2 separate regions of the Mus musculus genome follow, and region 2 is linked to region 1. The links are chromatin contacts, called in public promoter capture Hi-C maps. All regions are on one chromosome and are shown on one strand. Each heading gives the region's core, a stretch centred on a gene start, on an enhancer-like site or on the middle of the called end of the contact. The rest is flanking DNA. Distances are from core to core; before and after follow the strand shown.

Evidence for each region. Capture Hi-C pulls out chosen DNA fragments and counts their contacts.
Region 2: a promoter capture Hi-C map of liver shows a contact between it and region 1. The contact joins the promoter of D230025D16Rik here to the promoter of Ces2h in region 1. A contact is called at or near these places in 5 of 39 promoter capture datasets (3T3-L1-derived adipocytes, fetal liver, hippocampal neurons and 1 more), 1 of 484 Hi-C or Micro-C datasets (liver) and 1 of 9 other capture datasets (liver).

The regions. Positions count from the first base shown.
Region 1 is chr8:104,999,395-105,002,174 of GRCm38.p6, reverse strand. It overlaps Ces2h (carboxylesterase 2H), which reads right to left and starts at 1,345. Exons shown (of 12, transcript NM_001272045.2): 1 at 1,250-1,345. The coding sequence starts at 1,322.
Region 2 is chr8:105,223,883-105,226,582 of GRCm38.p6, reverse strand. D230025D16Rik (RIKEN cDNA D230025D16 gene) reads right to left here and starts at 1,396. Exons shown (of 16, transcript NM_145604.3): 1 at 1,097-1,396. The coding sequence starts at 1,160.

The sequences.
Region 1 (2,780 bases), core at 96-2,595:
CTCAGCATTTTCTTTCTTTAAAAAATGGGTGGGATTAATATTATTTGGAGATACACTTTGCTGTGGATTAGTGTTGCTTCTTTGATTGGTCTGTAAGCTTAAGGCCTAAACTAGGAGAGACAAGGTGGTTATTGCCCAGGCGCTTGCAGGACTAGAACATGGAGCTCCCCCTGATATATGATATATCTATGCTTAGGCAATAGGTCGCTGGCCACTCAGCTCTTATATCCCATGAGGCTAGACTCATTGCACGGGATAGAGTGAGTGTGCTTCAGCAGCCCGAGAGAGTTGCAAGGCTAAGCACTGCAATGGAAAGGCTCTGCGGCATATATGAGCCTATTCTAGGGAGACATGTCATCTTTCATGAAGGTTCAGTGTCCTAGTTCCCTTCCCCCAGGCAAAACGACACGGGAGCAGGTCAGGGTTGCTCTGGGTAAAAGCCTGTGAGCCTAAGAGCTAATCCTGTACATGGCTCCTTTACCTACACACTGGGGATTTGACCTCTATCTCCACTCTCATTAATATGGGTGGCCTATTTGCTCTTATTAAAAGAAAAAGGGGGAGATGTTGGGAGCCGCGCCCACATTCGCCGTTACAAGATGGCGCTGACAGCTGTGTTCTAAGTGGTAAACAAATAATCTGCGCATGTGCCAAGGGTATCTTATGACTACTTGTGCTCTGCCTTCCCCGTGACGTCAACTCGGCCGATGGGCTGCAGCCAATCAAGGAGTGACACGTCCGAGGCGAAGGAGAATTCTCCTTAAAAAGGGACGGGGTTTCGTTTTCTCTCTCTCTTGCTTCTCTCTCTTGCTTCGCTCTCTCTTGCTTCTTGCTCTCTTGCTGCTTACACTCTGGCTCCTGAAGATGTAAGAATAAAGCTTTGCCGCAGAAGATTCTGGTCTGTGGTGTTCTTCCTGGCCGGTCGTGAGAACGCGTCTAATAACAATAGGGAATGTCCTGACTCGTCATCTTGAGTCTGTCTGGCCTTGTTAATCTGCCACTCCTCAAAACCCCCTCCTTTTCAGTTCCATCCTTGAAGGCGAGCATCTTCAGGTAGCCACTATGCTTTTAGCTTTAGGCGGCCCACCTTGACACTTGCAGAGTATCACACAAGTAAGCAATGGGCTTCACCATTTCAGCCTTGCCATTTCCTTGCCCATCCTTGGCCATTTCCTCCCTTACTCTCCCTTAGTCTCTTCACAGTTTGGCAGCTCTGACATAATTCCCTTCACTCCCCTGAGAGCCTCACCCTGGACCCGGAGGAGAAGCAGGAGCCCACAGGTCGCGGTGGTTAGCCGAGCATGAATTTGTTCCAGTCTCATGGTTGGTACACAGGCGTGTTTCTGAACTTCTGTAGGGCAGGTCAGGCTTTACCAGAAGGCAACTGAGGATTGGAGCTGGAGTTTGGACCCTGCAGAGTGTGGGCAGGGCTCTGGGTGGGGCCTGGCAGGGTGGGTACTGCAGGAGAACGACTCTGAGCAGACTGGGCTTGTGAAAGCCAAAATCAGCAGACAGGGATTATAGACACCTCCACACTTCCTGTGTTTCTTTTGACCTCCTCTGAAGGTGCTATGTGGCGTCTACAGCCCCTTAAACACAGGGACCTGCACCTGCAACTTGCAACCACTAAGTGTAAGGACATGACAGTCACAGGTGGAAGGAAGGTGTCAGGGATGAGAAGACAGAGCAGAAAGCTGATGCTAGAGAAATCGAAGGGCTTCTCTGAAGAGACACACCATAGTGACCCACATTAGAGAATGGCCACACCTATTGTGGGGCGAAGGGAGCTGGGAGGGCAAATACAAGGCAGCTACGACGGTTCCTTCAATCCTGAAAACTTCTCGTTCGTTTCTGGATTCATGATTTACTTGTTTCTCCTGCCCTGGTCCCTTAATCCCCATAGTCATGGTGTGAAAATCTGCATGGACTCTTCCTTGGTCTCAGGGACATTTCTGTATGTGTGCATGCATGCACACACACACACACACACACACACACACACAGAGAGAGAGAGAGAGAGGGAGAGAGAGAGAGAGACAGAGACAGAGACAGAGAGAGACAGAGAGACAGAGAGAGACAGAGACAGAGAGACACAGAGAGAGAAATAAAATAAAATAAAATAAAATAATAAATAAAAAAAAGGAGTCTAAAGGCAATGTTGACTAGTGTGAATAGTCCCAGAACTTGGGAAGTGGAGGCAGGTGAATCCTGAGTTTGGTTAAATCATAGTTACACAGGAAGGCTGAGTGTCAACAGACAAAATCCAAACAAGCAAAATCATAGTAACAACAATAACAGTAAAAGCAACAATAATAAACAAATAAATAAATAATAAATGAAAGTCCAGGTGAATATCTGCAATCGAATATCAGTGCATGCCCACCCCTAGTAATTCTTCTAGCTAGGCCCTACCTCGTAAAGAATCCAGCGGTCAAACTATTCCCCTAGCTATATGAATATTTTGTTCAAAAGAAACTACCATTTTGTTTTCAGATTATTTAATCTTAGGGAAAAGTTAAATTCAAGGTCCCAGGCCTTAGGGGAGCTGGGGACTTCCCTATAGCTCAACGGCTTCTGTTGAAAACAGTTGTCTAAGTACAGCCATCTCAATGACAACTTCTCCATCTTGCTGGCAGGTTTAAACCAGTTCACGTTCCCAGGCCTAGGAATGACCTGCTTCTTTGTCTCTTTATCACTCTGAGCTCTGGACCTAATATCTAGGAGAATGAATTAAGGACCTTGAAGCCAAGTGCCCTGGATATGACCCAGTCTCCAACAGG
Region 2 (2,700 bases), core at 147-2,646, 220 kb before region 1:
CCAGGGGAGAAAAAAATGTTAATCAGAAGTCAAACATCATTTGCTTTTCAACCACGCTCTTGATGCCTCATATGAGGTTGAATGGAACATGTTCATAGCAGATTAAATTTTGAGAAGTCTACAGGAACAGGCAGTCTAAGTTCTGAGAACCAAGAGCCCTTGATGAAACTGGCTTTTATAATGGGCAAGAAAGAGGCAGGCAGCCACCAAGCCCCAGCAATCTACCCAGCTAGGTAATTCCAATATGCTGTCTCTATAGACAGAGTCGTCTACATTCAAGGATAAGCCATAAACAAATGGAGCAGCTGACTCAGTCCAAGAGCTCCCAGTAGAGAGACAGAGGTTGAGGCCCACACAAACAAGCAGCAGGAACACCTTTTCCCAGCCCCTTCGCTTAGTGCTGCCACTAAGTAAACACACTGGAGTCACTAAATGCAAATACTCTTGTTCACATACGAAGGCCAACTCTCCCCAAGTGACCTAACTGATTTGTCTACCAAGCCAATGTGTAATTTCCACTTCACTCAATTTCAACTTTTAACTCTGGTATCTGGTATTGCGACACCACACGTTAAGAGTACATTTCAAAAGAGAAGAAAACAAGTCGAGAGTTCCTTTTAGAAAAGCAAGCTCATTCCCCCACCACCCCCATCTGATTGTGAGGCATGAGCTTAGGTTTCCCCCACTCCCCTAAAACCAGAGAGAGACAGATCAGAGACCAGAGTGTTGATTAGGTGTGCTACCTAGTTCTTAACTATTAGAGTCAGCAAAATGGGCATAATACTATCGATATTCAGACTTCAGGGAGTTGTATTAGAGATAAATTCAAAAGAGCAGGACCTTCCCACTCCACTAAGTATTTGGTGTGTACTGGCTATTACTATCATAGAGGTCCAAAGAAGGACCCTGCTGAGACATCGCTGATCCTATGACAGACGGGAGGAGCGGGATTCTAAAGCCCGGAGCCGAAAGACTAAAGGGTGAGAAAAGGCGAAGAACCGCGGGCGCAGGGGCATCTGGGGCAGGAACCAGAAGCGGAAGGGACTAGGGAGAATTAAGGGCCAGCCAACAGGATCCCAAAAGACCCCACACTCACCCAGAGTGAATTCCCATTGCTCGTTCCCCAGAGAGCGTTCAGGCACCACCTCCAGGTCCAGCATTGGGTCGGTTCGCTGGGCCGGGCGGCCTCCCTGCGGCAGCGCAGACAGGACCCGGCCTGAGGAGAGCACGCAGCTGCTGACTGGTCGCTCTCGCCAGCCCGCGGACGTCCGGCTCTCCACTCGGTTCCGGGCGGCGACGGCAGCACGAACACAACAACACACTTCACCTCCCTTCAACCTCCCGGGCAGCAGCCCCGGCAGGAGAGGCTGTAGCAACAGCAGCGCCCAGAGCAACTGCAGCAAAAGTGGCGTGCCGGGCCGTAAAGCGTGGCAAAGGCGGGGCTAAATCATGAAGGCGGGGCTTGAGGCGGAGTCGCGCACGCGCAAACTCTGGATCAGAGGCCAGACCCGCGCGGGTAGAGCTGGAGGGAAGAGCAGCTGCTTTAGAACTTAGGGGCCACATTCCAGAGGTCCTGAAACTGCACAGCGCACCATATATGCCTACGCAAGAAAAGGCACAAGGCGGGAAACATGTCACACAAAAATAAAGTCTTCCGTCTGCACACTTGTCCCACTAATCTGCACTAGGAACAAAACGGACAGGAAGGACCCAGTCCCAGAGACTCACGGCCCCGCGGACCATTATCAAGCTTGTCACGTACTGACGCTGGCTGCCACTGCCTAAATTGTTCAGAAACCTACTCTCCTTGGACCCAGTGGTCTCTGAGCAGGGTCCACCTCAGAGTCGAGGATGTATGAGTCCGTTGGCAAGGGTTAGAGCGAGAGGATTTGAGTTAGAAGGCTGAAGAGTTCCGGGCCAGGTCTCATTTCCAGAAATGCTCAACCTAGGGAATACTTTCTAAGCACAGAGGCTGCCTCCTGCAGCTCCGCCTGGAGTCACCATTGCTGCTTGCCAATGCTTTATGGTAGTGACTAAAGCTCTTAAGTGTTCTGTGCCTCCGTTTCCAGTGAGTAGAAGAGGGGCTCCTCTAGTTATTCAGCCAGAATTTTCGGCTTGCTTGCTCTAGGGCACCCTAAAATTAAAAGGCAGCTGAGGCCTCTTTTGATGACAAGACCTCACACCCTCAGTCTCATTTTATAGACGAATAAATGAGGCACAAGGAGGGTAAAGACTTTACCCAAGCTTCCTTGATCCTAGGCAGCAAAGCTCGATTCCCATTATGTTTCCTAAGGGTAGTATTTAGCAGGGAACTAAGTGACAGACTAAATACTCAAACTGGCTATAAAGAAGCCTAACAGTGGATACGTCACAAAATTTCAAGTCAGTGCTATGGGATTAAACAAAATAAAATAAAAATAGTAGAACGTCTTTGAGAAGCATTGCTGCACGCCAAAACAACTGGGTCACTGGGCTGTCTGTCCAGTGGGAAAGTGGCTGCAGAAACGCTGACGTGTGTAGCTAGCTATGTTTAGAGGCTGGGTGTGCTGATTTGTGCCTGCTTGGAATCCCAGCAGTTGGGAGTGAGGCAGTAAAGAAGTTCAAGGTTAGGCCAGCCTGGTCTACAAAGTGAGCTCAGGACAGCCAGGGCTATACAGAGAAACCCTGTCTCGAAAAACAAAAAACAAAAAACAAACAAAC